Regions from separate parts of the Danio rerio genome. Here region 1 is linked to region 2. Evidence: chromatin contacts called from public Micro-C data. All regions are on one chromosome and are shown on one strand. Each heading gives the region's core, a stretch centred on a gene start, on an enhancer-like site or on the middle of the called end of the contact. The rest is flanking DNA. Distances are from core to core; before and after follow the strand shown.

Evidence for each region. Hi-C and Micro-C count contacts between places; a contact is called where the count stands out from the background.
Region 1: a Micro-C map of caudal fin shows a contact between it and region 2, with 5 times the contacts expected there. The contact joins the promoter of si:ch211-241b2.1 here to the promoter of LOC572670 in region 2. A contact is called at or near these places in 2 of 18 Hi-C or Micro-C datasets (caudal fin and hematopoietic stem cells).

What each region holds. Positions count from the first base shown.
Region 1 is chr21:2,935,781-2,942,409 of GRCz12tu, reverse strand. It overlaps si:ch211-241b2.1, which reads left to right and starts at 5,024. Exons shown (of 3, transcript NM_001017868.1): 1 at 5,024-5,051; 2 at 5,593-5,712. The coding sequence starts at 5,655. The region is part of intron 11 of cert1b (ceramide transporter 1b); the gene reads left to right. It also overlaps a transcript of zgc:66483 not described here.
Region 2 is chr21:2,727,532-2,734,405 of GRCz12tu, reverse strand. It overlaps LOC572670, which reads right to left and starts at 4,369. Exons shown (of 2, transcript XM_021468946.3): 1 at 3,986-4,369. The coding sequence starts at 4,043. si:rp71-1h20.3 (a long non-coding RNA gene) reads right to left here. Exons shown (of 4, transcript XR_222769.6): 4 at 5,849-6,513.

The sequences.
Region 1 (6,629 bases), core at 3,775-6,274, 210 kb before region 2:
GCACATTGAGCACATTTATAAGGGGTCAAACTTGTAAATAACTCCTAAAAGAATAAAGTTGCGTTAAAACCAAGCACACCATTGTTTTTCCGGTGAAATTCCCAATAAGTTTGATGTGTCACATGACCCACTTCCTATTGAAAAAAACAAAAGTTAGATCCAAGATGGCCGACTTCAAATGGCCAATCACCACCCATCTTGAAAAGTTTGCCCCCTCACATATATTATTGTACCACAAACAGGATGTTAACATCACCAACCATTCCCATTTTATTAAGGTGTATTAATATAAATGGCCCACCGTGTGCTATGCAGAGCTGTGGAATTGAAATTGAGTTTGAGGCCGTTGCTTTAGGTCATAGGTCTCAGTCAATTCCTGAAGGGCCGCAGCTCTGCACAGTTTTGCTCCAACCCTGATCAAACACAGCTAATCCAACTAATAAAGGTGTTCATAAGTCTTTTGAACACCTTAATTATTTGCATCCGTGTTTGATTAGGGTTGGAGCAAAACTGTGCAGAGCTGCGGCCCTCCAGGAATTAACCTTTAGACTATTTCTTTAGGTGTTTTTTTTTTTGTTTTGTTTTTTTCTGAGAAAAACTCTTGAGATTAATGTAAATGCAATGATTGGGTACCTATGCTGGCCAAGAGAGCTTTAATGTGCTGCAATTGAAGAGAACGCATGCAATTACAAATAACACCAGCAAATCAGAAGAGATCTTCGTCGGTTTATGTGTTGCAAATCCTCACAATGCAAACGCACTATGAAAACAGGCTGTGCTTTCTCACAACACATGCAAACAGAAGGGTGGACAATGGAAATGTTGCAAGAGGACCCAATAACATGACTACTCCGGCTATTTAGGTTTGGTTATTTAGGCTAATGATACACAAAAGACAATGGAATGGTGTAATTAGAATGTTAAAATAAATAGTCAAATTTCCAATTTCTACAAGCAATAATCATGGCACAATATCAAATCCCAGCCGGGTTTGTGGCTTTCTTGGGTCCCCTTAAAACATTTTTCCATTGTGTTCCCTGCTATTTGCATGTGTTGTTAGAAATTGTAGCGCATTTTCTTAATTTGTTTGCATTGTAATAATATTCCTCATATTTTCTAAATGTGTTTTACATTACTTAATGTGATTTTAAGATTTTTTTTATGAATTTGCTGGTGTTTATTTTTTTCATTGTAATTCATTAAGCTCTCTCTGCCGCCGTAATTATCAGTGTGAAATGGCTTTATTAATAGTGATATTCTATAGCTATGCTTTCTGAAATGTTCTGTAATGCACTGACTGTACGTACTGGAACTCGGAGAAATAAAATGCAATACATGACTAAAATACTTGGTCTAATTCTTTCAAAATGTACCTGTTTATTTATTTTTGTTCAGGAGTGAGTGAAGAATGGAACGTGAGTGACCAGTGGCAGCAGTAATGCGGTCGTTGTGTAGCGGTCCATTGTGAGCAAAGCCAAAAGATTACCAGTTAATCTACATTCACTGAAAAAAATTATTCAAAGTTGATTCCTTGGATTTACTCAATTTTTTTACGTTAAGTGGTTGTAAACATTTTATTTGTGTTGAATTTAAACAAACAAATTAAGTTGAACGTTATTAAACTTAATTTGTTTAAATTTAACACAAATAAATTGTTTGCAACAGTTCTGCATGCAACACTTTTTTCAGTGTTCTTACACTATGGTCATGAGTAGGGCCAGACAGAATCTGCGGATATTTTTAGTTATTTCTGCTGAAAATTTTGTAAAAAATCTGCTGATTTATTTGCTATGATTTTGGGAGTATTATAACTAAAAACGTTATACACTGAAAATAAATATTCAAAGATGATTCCTTGGATTTTTTTTAATATATATACCTTTAGTGGTTGTAAACAATTTATTTGTGTTGAATTTAAACAAACAAATTAAGTTGAACATTATTAAACTTAATTTGTTTGTTTAAATTCAACACAAATGAATTGTTTGCAACAGTTCTGCATGCAACAATTTTCAGTGTATAAGAAATATTAGCTTTTTAACTTATTTAATGTTCACCATGCAAATCCATCCAGGTCCACTTATTTGGTAAACAAAGCAAGTCTATCATTAATATACATCTACTAAAAGACAGAAAATATTACTTTACATACTGTATTGTGGAACAATCATGTGAATATTTTCATATTAGTCAATAATATAACTGAAATTAAAAGTGGAATAATTATAAATGCACACATTTACACAAGTGAATGGACTCAAGGATGGGCTAAACAAATGTGGAGATCTGCGGATTTCTGTACGCGCAGATTCTGTGTGGGCCTAGTCTGTATATGTGTCTAGTCTTGGACAAGATCTCAGATACAAGCGGCCAAAATGAGTTTCCTTCGCAGGGTGGCAGCAGGACACACTTATAGATAGGGTGAGGAGCTTGGAGTAGAGCCGCTGCTCCTCCACATCAAGAGAGGTCAACTGAGGTGGATCAGGCATCTGTTTCGGATGCCTACCTAGCGAGCTGTTTCAGGCATGGCCCACTGGGAGGAGGCCTCTGGGAAGACCCAGTACACGCTGGAAGAACTGTGTCTCTCGGCTGGCCTGGGAACGCCTTGGGAGAAGGGAAGTCTGGGGTTCTCTCCTGAGACTGCTGCCCCCACAACCCGGCCCTGGAAAAGTGGATGAAAATGAATGATAGGATTTGTAGCTAAATCGTTTGCCCGCAAAGCAGCATTTCACATTGTTTACATCATTGCTACAGCATACCGTTAACGCTAGACACTGTACATGTCATGATCAATTTTATTAAATAAAAACACTTACTTGTAGCTTACAACTTCTGCTTTGAGGAGATTTTAGCCGAATCCAGCACTGAACTGGGAGAGATTCTGGAGCTGTTTTGTCAAATCATGCTTGCTGTGTGTTTTATAATTCTCTGGAACATAATTAATATTGAACTGTAAGCACTTCTGTCTTTGTGTCGTGTCCTTAGAAGCCCAAATACAGAAACAGACGAAGCTCTGTGGAAACAGCCGTGTTTAGACGCATTTTTTGCGTCATCTCTGCTATAACGTAAAGCCTGGTTTATACTTCTGCGTCAAGTGACCGGCGTAACTCACCTCGCAGGCAACGCGCGTAGCTGTGCATTTATACTTCTGCGCGCTGTCTCTGTTGGACTGCATTAACACTTCCGAATCGCTAGTTGGCAGTGAGGTGTAAATGTTCCTCTGTGTCGAGTTTCTTTGCTGCTGTTTTGCGTTTCCTGAACACTTCCTGGTTGTACAAGTGGCTCAAACTCGCTCATTTTGAGGCAGGAACCGGCGGACATGCAACATTGGGTTCGCGCCATTCGCGCGGCTCTCGGTCCCGACCCGACTCGTCAGCGCTACCAAGCCGACCAATCACAGAGCTTACGCTACGCGTTGTTGCAACGTGTAGTTACATTTTTTCAGAGGTGCACGTCATGCTATGACGAGAGGTGCTATGCGCCAGCACTGTAGCATACGCCGGTGTTTGATGCAGAAGTAGAAATCAGCCTTTACAGTGCTTCTGGCCACGCCCCTTACCTACATGCGCAGTGTGGGATGCGCAGTAAACGAACTTGTGATGTCACAGGGGGCGGAAGTATTTTTTTGTAGTCCCCAAAATTCGTTCATTGTAGGCTTTGCTAAGCTAACTCTGTAAAAACCAAGGTCACCCTTTGCATTGAACTTAGAACTTTTTACATTCAGAGATGTTGTTTATGTTCACACAGCTGCATTACACATCAACTAAAGTTTAAAACATGAGATCGTAGTGGACCACCCCTTTAATAATTTGGCAAATAATTTGATTACTGATGTCCATGTAAACACAGTCACTTTCTCCTGTGTGTGTGTGTGTGTGTGTGTGTGTGTGTGTGTGTGTGTGTGTAGACTCTGAAACTCAGCGCGTGGTCAAATAGACACTCCCACACCTTCCCTCTTTTGCTCCTCCGACACTCCCCCCTAAACAGAGCTGGACACGCCCACTTTTCTGTCTTTTTCCAAAGTAGAGGTGTGAAAACACCCTGCTGAAACGAGGGGGTTTCATGGCCCTTTAAAGGGAATGAGAGACGAGACTCTGATTGATTTATTCTCCAAACACACCTATATCTCATTAAGAGAATAAGCTCAACCCTGTTAGATAATGCGCCACGGCGCAAAGCGGATTTTTCCATCCTTAAAATAGCAAACGTGGATTATGACACGCCCTTAATGCGTTTGCGCCTTCGCTTTGCACTTTGTACATGGATCTTCAAAATAGAGCCCCAGTGCAGACTCATGTGCAGTGAGGAGATTGTAGCCAAATGTTGATTAAACCAGTTTTGAATCAGTTTGATTAGACAGCTGATTGTACAAGAAACAACCCTGAGTTTCAACAACAGATTATCTCTTGTGTCTATGTATGCCTCCATGGTTCAGCTTTTTACTGGTCGGAGATCAGCTCTTAATAGTTTAGTGCCGGCCTGACCCCTCTGGAAGCTTCTGTAGCCAAAATAAGTCTCTTGCGTTTGTGTGAAGCACACTTGGCAATAAAAATGAATCTGATTTTGATTCTGAAGTAATGAAAATTAGATATTTTTACCAGCTTTTGTTAAAGAGGGTCCTGTTTCTGTATTGAGCTTTGGTTGGGTAAACAATGAGTATATTTTTATTTTTAAAAGGAAAACAAAAATTTATTTAATATACTCAGCCTCAAACCTTTATTTATTTCTACTGTTAAACACAAAAGAAGATATTTGAAGAGAGATAAAAACCGGTAACCCTTGACTTGCATAGGAAAAAGAAATACCATGGAAGTCAGTGGTTTCTAGCTTTCTTTAAAATATCTTTCTTTGTGTTCAACAAAATAAAGAAACTCATAAAGGTTTGAAAAAGGTAAAAGGGTGGGTAAATGGTGACAGATTTTTTTTTTTTTTTTTTTTTTTTTTTGGGGTGAACCATCTCTTAAAGCCGACAAAGAGAGGGAACTATATGGATATGTAGTAACACGGAACAATTTAACTGATGCACAAAACATATGGTGCTAAAGCTGGCGGTGAGTAAATCAGCTTTCCCCGGATTTATTTTATGGCATACTAACTTAATTATATTTAAATTTCTTATTGACAAACGTAAGGAAAAATACTATTACGCTGGTAATCTGTATCATCCTAATTATTGACTGTTTTATACACGAAACTGACGACGGACAGTGCGTTAGTATTGATAGTCTGCAGTTAAATAGCAACCGCATTGCTAAACCCACCGGCTGTGAACTTGTTTTATCAATTTGTGTATGGAGAGTTACTTTACATCAGATTTTTACCAGTTTGTGAGTGTGTTTATTTTATTTTATTGGGGAAATTCAACTCATTCGCGTATGGAGCTCGAGTTTGATTCCCAAACGAATGATTCTTAAGAGTCGGTTCATTTTAGTGAATCAAAACAATCATCAGTAGCGGTTACTGGAAACAGATCGAACTCTGATGTTCCTGTTGATTACTTTCATCATATCCAACTTGAAATTGACCAGCTTATCTATATATTTACACATGATGAGAGTTTATTTCATGAGGAATATTACCATCTTCCCACAGCTGAAGAAGAAGCCAACAGGAGGAATTACTGCAGGGGAAACAACTGACATACAATAGTGAAGATGGAGATTAAGGAAGAACCCTGCAGAATAAAAGAGGAGGATGCAGAGGAACAAATAGGTTTGTATTTTTAATTAGTTTTTCTTTTTAATGACTGCTTAGGAACATTAATGTGAAAAATTACTTATAACAATACAAACCATATATTATATATGGGTAATTCTTCAACTATGGGGACTTTTATGTCCTTTGATCATCCAAAAATACAAATATTTTTGTTCAAATTCCTCTTTCCTTGTCAAACTAACAATAAAACCTACTTTTAAAACATTTACTACCTTTCTATCATATTATTTTCATATTATTCAACCTCCTTTTAGTTGTCAAAATCACTGTTTTCCACCTTGTCGCACACCCAGTTATAAACGTCAACAATGAAAATAACATTTTAAAATATTATTTATCTGGTATCTATTAATGTATCTTAATTAAGCACTAGTGAAATAAGTTAAATATTTTATAGTTATTAATGTGAGACTATTATCAATGTTATCTTTTATACAAAATATAGCTGTCGCACAGTATCAGTGTCATTTCCAGCACTGTAATGTAACTTTAAAAAGTTTGTGTGAGATTATTGAGGTGGTTTCTATGAAAATTAATAGTGATGTCTGAGAACATCTTCAAGATGGAGAGAATTTACATTTTTACCAGCAACACTTGAATAAAAATCAAGGTAAATATTGCTTGATAAAAAAAAATACATTTATTCTACGTCATTTACAAACATGTTGTACCTTATATATGTTTTTAAAAACCAAACCAAATGAAGGTAAATAAGAGTGTTTTGTGTGCATGAAAGGCTAGTTTCAATTCAAAGCTAATCGGTGAAGCTATCTTTATTTTTTTTTCACAATAAACTGTTGAAATGTCATTTCCACCACTGTCATTTCCATCACCACACACATTTTTAAACAGTATTAATAAAGAATATTTAAACAGTTCTCATCACACTAGGGCTGTGCAATTAATCGATT
Region 2 (6,874 bases), core at 3,120-5,619:
ACGGGATTTTTATGCGCATTTGCAAAATGTGCATAAAATAGGTGGATGGAAACATAGCTACTGAGGCATAAACTAGTATTTCACTTATGAGGATTCACACATTGGGGATGGCACGGTTCTCAATATAATATTTCACCGTACAGTACGACCTCCACGGTTTAATACGTGCTTGTGAATTGCAGTTTTCTCGGTTTTGCGTTTAAATAATTTATGTGTGTTTTATATCTCCCCGAATTAAATGTGTGTGCCTGTAAATCCATGAGCTAAGATGAGGAAACTCCTCCCCGCGAGTAAATATCCAATCACTATGCTCTAAAGTTAGGGGGCGCTTGACCATCCACACTATAACATTGCGAGCGGCGGTGAAGTGAGGCTGAGGCAACATTACAAGGAAGCGCCGGCGAAGTGAGGCAGCAGTACGAGAAATCGCCGGCGTCTTTCAAATCTGCGGTGTGAGGACATTTTGATTTTGCCGGTAAGTATAATGCCAAACGGTGAACAAAAAATAACTGTTCAAGCATTGCTTTACACGTATAACCATGACTGCACATCTGCAGCGCCATCACCCAGCAATATCACTGTCTGAAGGCAGGATAGCAGAGAAGCTAATAAAGTCCTCCAAATAGCAACAATCCCTCGCTGAATCTTTCAAGCAAACATACCCAACTGGCTCCGAGAGACACATAAAATAATAAAGGCAGTGCGGCTGTTTATTGCTGAAGATTTGCAGCCGTTTTCGGTGATTGGAGATGTGGGCTTTTGTCATCTTATAAAAGCACTCGATCCGCTTTACAGACTACCGTCTCGCATTTATCCAGCACTGAGATAATGAAGATGGTTTATTTATGTTTACTGAAGTACAAATATGTTTATTTGAAATGGTCAATTTATCTTTATTAACTTTACATGTGTTTATTTTCAAAGTGAAGGATTTGATGTGTTCCCCAGTTTGTACATGGGCTACCAGCAGCTGTGAGATTTCAGTGTGCATTTGTTTTTATACCATACACTAGGAACTACTGTACTTTTACTTGGCTTTTAAGTTAAACAAAATGAGTATTGTGATAAATCGTTTTCATATTTTCTCCTTAACCTCTTACTGTTCCTATTGCCTATAGAATAACACACGTGTCAAGCCATGAGAACCAAACCGAAAACCGTGCTAAAAAACCAAGGTATGTAATGAACCGTGGGCTAACTGTATTGTTGCATCCCTAGATGGCATCATTGTGATGTTTTATGTAAACATAACCTTTTCAGTTTTGATATTTGTATTAAATGCAATTATTTTAAATTGGTTTTTAAATGTTTAAATAATCATGTTCCAATGCTGTTGTCAGATCTAATCAGTCGGCAACAAATCTCTCACAGAGTCACATGAGCAGATGCTAAATGTGACTGTCTAGTGCCAAAGTGTAAGACCTCATTTGGTCAATCTGTTTTCTCTGTTAAGGGAGCCAAACTGTGGAATGATTTACCTGTTAGCCTAAAATAAAGTAATATTGATATTTTTTGTAGTGTTTAAAAGTGGTTAAAAACAAAACACCAGTGTTTGCACAAATAGTCTACTATTAGTTTGTTGGAGCATGCCGCCTTTGCTTTTGCCTACAGTAATTTTATGTAAAGAATTATAATGTTGTGTATTTATTATATTTTCATTTTGTCAACTTTGTCAAGCCTCCTGTGGACAGGTGTTGAGAATTAGCAAGTTTGCTAAAACACTTATACAAATGCATTTGGTTGTCCAGTGAAATTGTGATGTCAAACAAACAAACAAACAAACAAATAAATAAATAAGTAAAAAAGTAAATAAAATCTTGTTAATGAAAACAGTTTATCTAATAGCAAACATAAAAACATGAATTTTTGCTTGTCATAAATTATATAATTTAATATAATATTATATTATATTATATTAATTATATTATATTATATTATTATATTAATTATATTATATTATATTGTATTATATTATAATATATTATATTGTATTATATTATATTATATTATATTATATTATATTATATTATATTAATTATATTATATTATTATATTAATTATATTATATTATATTGTATTATATTATATTATATTATATTATATTATATTATATTATATTATATTATATTATATTATAGAATTTTGACATTGTGGCAGTAATCTTTGATAGCCTATACATGAATCTATCATACACTTATTTGCACTTAAAGCGACAGTTTACCCACTTTTTACTCTTCCTTAAGTGCTTCCAAACCTTTTTGAGTTTCTTTCTTCTGTTAAACACAAATTAAGATGTAAGAAAACAATAAAACAGTAACATTGCCTTTTTAGTAGGAAAAACAAATAGATACTATCAGGGTTTCTGCAGGTTTTATCAAGTTAAATTTAAAGACCTTTAAAGGCATTTTAAAGACCATAATGAATGGAATTTAGACTCATGAAGGGCTAAAGGCTAAGGATTTTTTAATGGCCCAGATGGAAAAGATTTTTTATTTGACCTTTTAAAAAAGTCTTAGAATTTAATACATTTAATAATGCATTAATAATAAACAATTTAAATATTTTAGATTTAGCTAAATATTTAAATATTGTGTAAAAACAAGCAAGCTCTACTTGTATCCATACACTTTTTTTCAACATAATATCTCTTTAAAATAAAAAAAATGAACAAAAGTTTAAAAAATGATAATAAACTAAATCTATGCACAACAATCTGTCCAGGTCGGTGTCCTCAGCAGGAAATACATTGGAGAACTTTTAAACAAATGTTATTGTAAGGAAAATATTTAAACCATTAGGATAAATAAAGTTAAAAACTACCTTTTTAAATAAAAAGTTTAAAGTTTTATTGAGATGATATGTTGGGGATTGTATTTTGGCCAGATTATGTAGCAAAACACAAACAAAGGAAAATTAGGACCCGTTTAAAAAAGATTTAAGACCTACAACACAATATTTCAGTAAATTGAAGACTTTTTTTTAAGGTTATTTATTTATTTTTTTAATTTGAGGCCTAAAATTTGGATTTTGAGATTAAAGACATTTTAAGACTCGGCAGAAACTATGGAAGTTAGTGGTGACAGGTTTCCAGCTTTCTTTTGTGCTTAATGAATAAATGATGACAGAATTTAAATTTTTGAGTGAACTATCCCTTCAATTGCAAATGCTCACTCCACAAGTAAGGTAAGAATATATACCTAGAAGGTTCCTGTCTCTGTCATTATCTCTGTCTCTTGTGTTTTAGCCATGTAAAAAAGATAATAATAGGCTAATAATGATAATAATATCCACTCCTTTGCTTTCCTCTATAGACAATTTTGCACTTTTCAAGTGAAGTTATTGCTTTTAGGCTTCATAACACAGTCAAAAACAACTTTTCTAAACAATTAAGTTTTATAGTTATATGGCTAGGTAACAGTAAACTTTCAGTATCAAGCTATATGATATATCCACCGTTATACATTTTATTTCTTATCTTAGTGAACCACTCTAAACACCAAATGAATATTTGCAGTGTAAATAGACTTTAGTAATAATCTGAAGTACAAGTTTTAAATAGTTTTTACATAAAAGTTAGACTTTTATTGTGTGGTGATTTTGTGTTTGTTTACATTATTTGCCTCCCCTAATATGGCGACCGCTCCGCACAGCGAAACGCTCAGCTGCTAGATTCACATTCTCATCTCATATATCCTATCCATATCCAGATATACACAATAATCAAGCTTAGAGTTCAGTTATGCCAGTTAACAACGATTTAAAATGTAGAACATCTAAGTATTAAAATAAAATAATGTGAATTGCGCGGCAGGATTTTGAAAAGCTGTTTAAGGCGCTAGTTCGTTTTAAATGGGCGCGAATAGCCTATTATACATTGAATATAAGTGCCCAATAATATCTATATACCCATTCAGTATTGTTACATGTCAGTTTCCATCTAAATGTTTATCGTCAATCGTTAAACAGAACAACGAAAAATACAAACCTATTGCCTCCTCTGTCTCTTCCCCCTTTATTCTGCAGGGTTCTTCCTCAATCTCCATCTTTACTATAGTATGTCAGTTGTTTCTCCTCCTGTTTGCTTCAGCTGTGGGAAGATGAGGAGGATATTCCTCGGCATTTAAACTCATATAGCTGTGGGAGAAGCTTCATTAGCACACGACTTACGTTACACTCCTCTGAATTACCTAGATTTACGTGTTTTGTTTAAATAATAAAATATGAGAATAGATTGCGTAAAACATTTTTGTCTAAATATCGCCAGGTTAAATGATTTCAAATATTGTGAGAAATAAATCTATTAAATTAGATATGAAATGAGCGCATGCAGTTTCAGACACCCGAACGAATGACTCTTAAGAGTCGGTTCATTTAAATGAATCAAAATACTGAATCGGTTTCACTCGGAACTCGAATCCTGAACCCACTCGACACATTCGAGTTTGTATGTTTATATGGACATATCATATGTGTGTGTGTATCATCGACTTACAGCAAACGCCTTTGGTTCATACAATTCATTAAATACAAAATAACTCAAAACGTATGACCTTTTATTAGCCAGAGTAAAAGTAATTTAACCCACAACAACCTATAAGTCAGTTTACAAGATCAAAAATGCTAACAAAAAATTATTTTCCTTATGAAATAGTGAAAAATATTCTACCTTTATGTCTATATTTAATTTACCTTTGCATAATGTTTAGATAAAAAAAATTAGAAAACATCCTAAAAATAAAAATATGTTCAGTCAAAATATTCCCAACAAACAAACAACAACACCAACAAAAAACAAAACAAAACGGGAATAAAAATGTCAAAGTAAACTGAAATACATACTCTACCTGACAAAAATCTGTATAATAACTTGTCTTAGTTGATCATTTAAAGTGTCAGAAGGTGGATTTCTCTGATGAATCATCTGTTGATCTGCGTCCCTATCATCACAAATACTGCAGAAGACCTACTGGAACCCACATTCTCTCAGAAATCAGTCAAGTTTGGTAAAGGAAAAGTCATGGTTTGGGGTTACATTCAGTATGGGGGCGTGCGAGAGATCTGCAGAGTGGATGATCAACATCAACAGCCTGAGGTATCAAGACGTTTGTGCTGCCCATTACATTACAAACCACAGAGTCGCCTCTATGGACGCGCCGGCCCTGTAGGTGGTTTGGAGAGATAGTGATAGAGCCGCAGGCGGACGCCTAGGGCCGCAGGATAAGGAGGACGGTGTCCGCGACATCCCTCCTCCAGGTCCTAATTTTCGTCTGCGATAACCCCTCAACGGTACTCGCTGTCGTAGGTGTACTCACACACCTGTCCCTCGTTTTCACTTTGAGGGCAGCATGATCAGCGTTTGCCTAGAGCGCCAGTTTAGATTGCTCCGGCCCTGCCTTGGTGTGTGGTGAGCGCACTGGCGCTGTTGTCCTGTGGCTGCCATCACATTATCCAAGTGGAGCTGCACACTAGTGGTGGAGTGGAGATACCTCCCATTGTTGTGAAGCACTTGTGTGTATGGTTATAAGCATGCTAAATAAATACACATTACATTACATTGCACTATTGTCTGGAGCCATGGGTACTAATTCTGTGTTCCCTGATTTACTATTTGATTCTAAGAATTAGACTTAGTAAATGAACAGCATGTTTCTCTGTTTAATGTTCTGCTGGAAAAAAGTGACCTGCAATCTGGATGGGTTTAGTCTGAGTAAATTAACAGCAAATTTGCATGATTAAGAAGTGAAATATACATTAAATGTCTCTAACAACTTCTGTAGTAGTCCCCATTTAGAGTGTTTTAAAAACTGAGAAATAAAAGAAATGATATGAGCACAAAGTGGAGATATGATCAGGTTTAATGCACCTCTCAGAGGCAGTTTATTTGTATAAAAAGCATTATATATATATACACATTTTACAAATGTATGGAACTTACAAAAAGATAGCAAAGATTTTTATTATAAAACAAATTAAGTATAGTGAAATCCTTTCACACTTAAATCTTAAAAGAAACCCCCTAAAGATCCTTTACAATGAAGATTAAACACTGGCTCACACTTTACAATAATGTTCCAGTAGTTAATATTTGTCAATGTATTTACCACCAAAGTATAAACAGTCTTGTACATATTTTTTAATCAAAGTTGAGCATTTACTAAAGCATTATTAATATCTATGCGTGTTAACATTGGTTAATGCACTGTGAGTTAATGAGAACTATTAATAAACAGCTTTGCATTAATAAATACTGTATTAAATATATTGTTCAGCACTTGTTCATGTTAGGAAATACATTAACTCATGGCCTTTTTTTAAGTTTAACACTGACATCAGGAAACAGTAAACTGAAAACCTTCACACTGTACAGTGTTTTAGTGTAAAAAAACGTACAATGCTGTCAGGTGTGCTCTTGTGCTATACAATTGTGTCCACTAGGGGGAGCAGTGACTCTGTGCCCGCAGAGTGAGAGCTGAAGATCAAATCTCTGAAGAGCACAAAACACACTGCGTGGATCTAGAGAGAGAGAGAGAGAGAGAGAGAGAGAGAGAGAGAGAGAGAGAGAGAGAGAGAGAGAGAGAGAGAGAATCATTGTAAATATACTGATTATTATTGTTTTTTTATTACTGTTTTATTCTAAAATGTTGATTGTTAAATGTACAGTTTATTTTAATTTATTATTTTTATTGTTATAAATTAATAATATGATATGAATGATAAGTGGAATGATAATGTGATATATTGAACTATAATGAGATATACTGAATAATAATATGATATATTGAATAATAATAATATGATATACTGAATAATAATATGATATACTGAATAATAATATGATATTTTGAATAATAATATGATATACTGAATAATAATA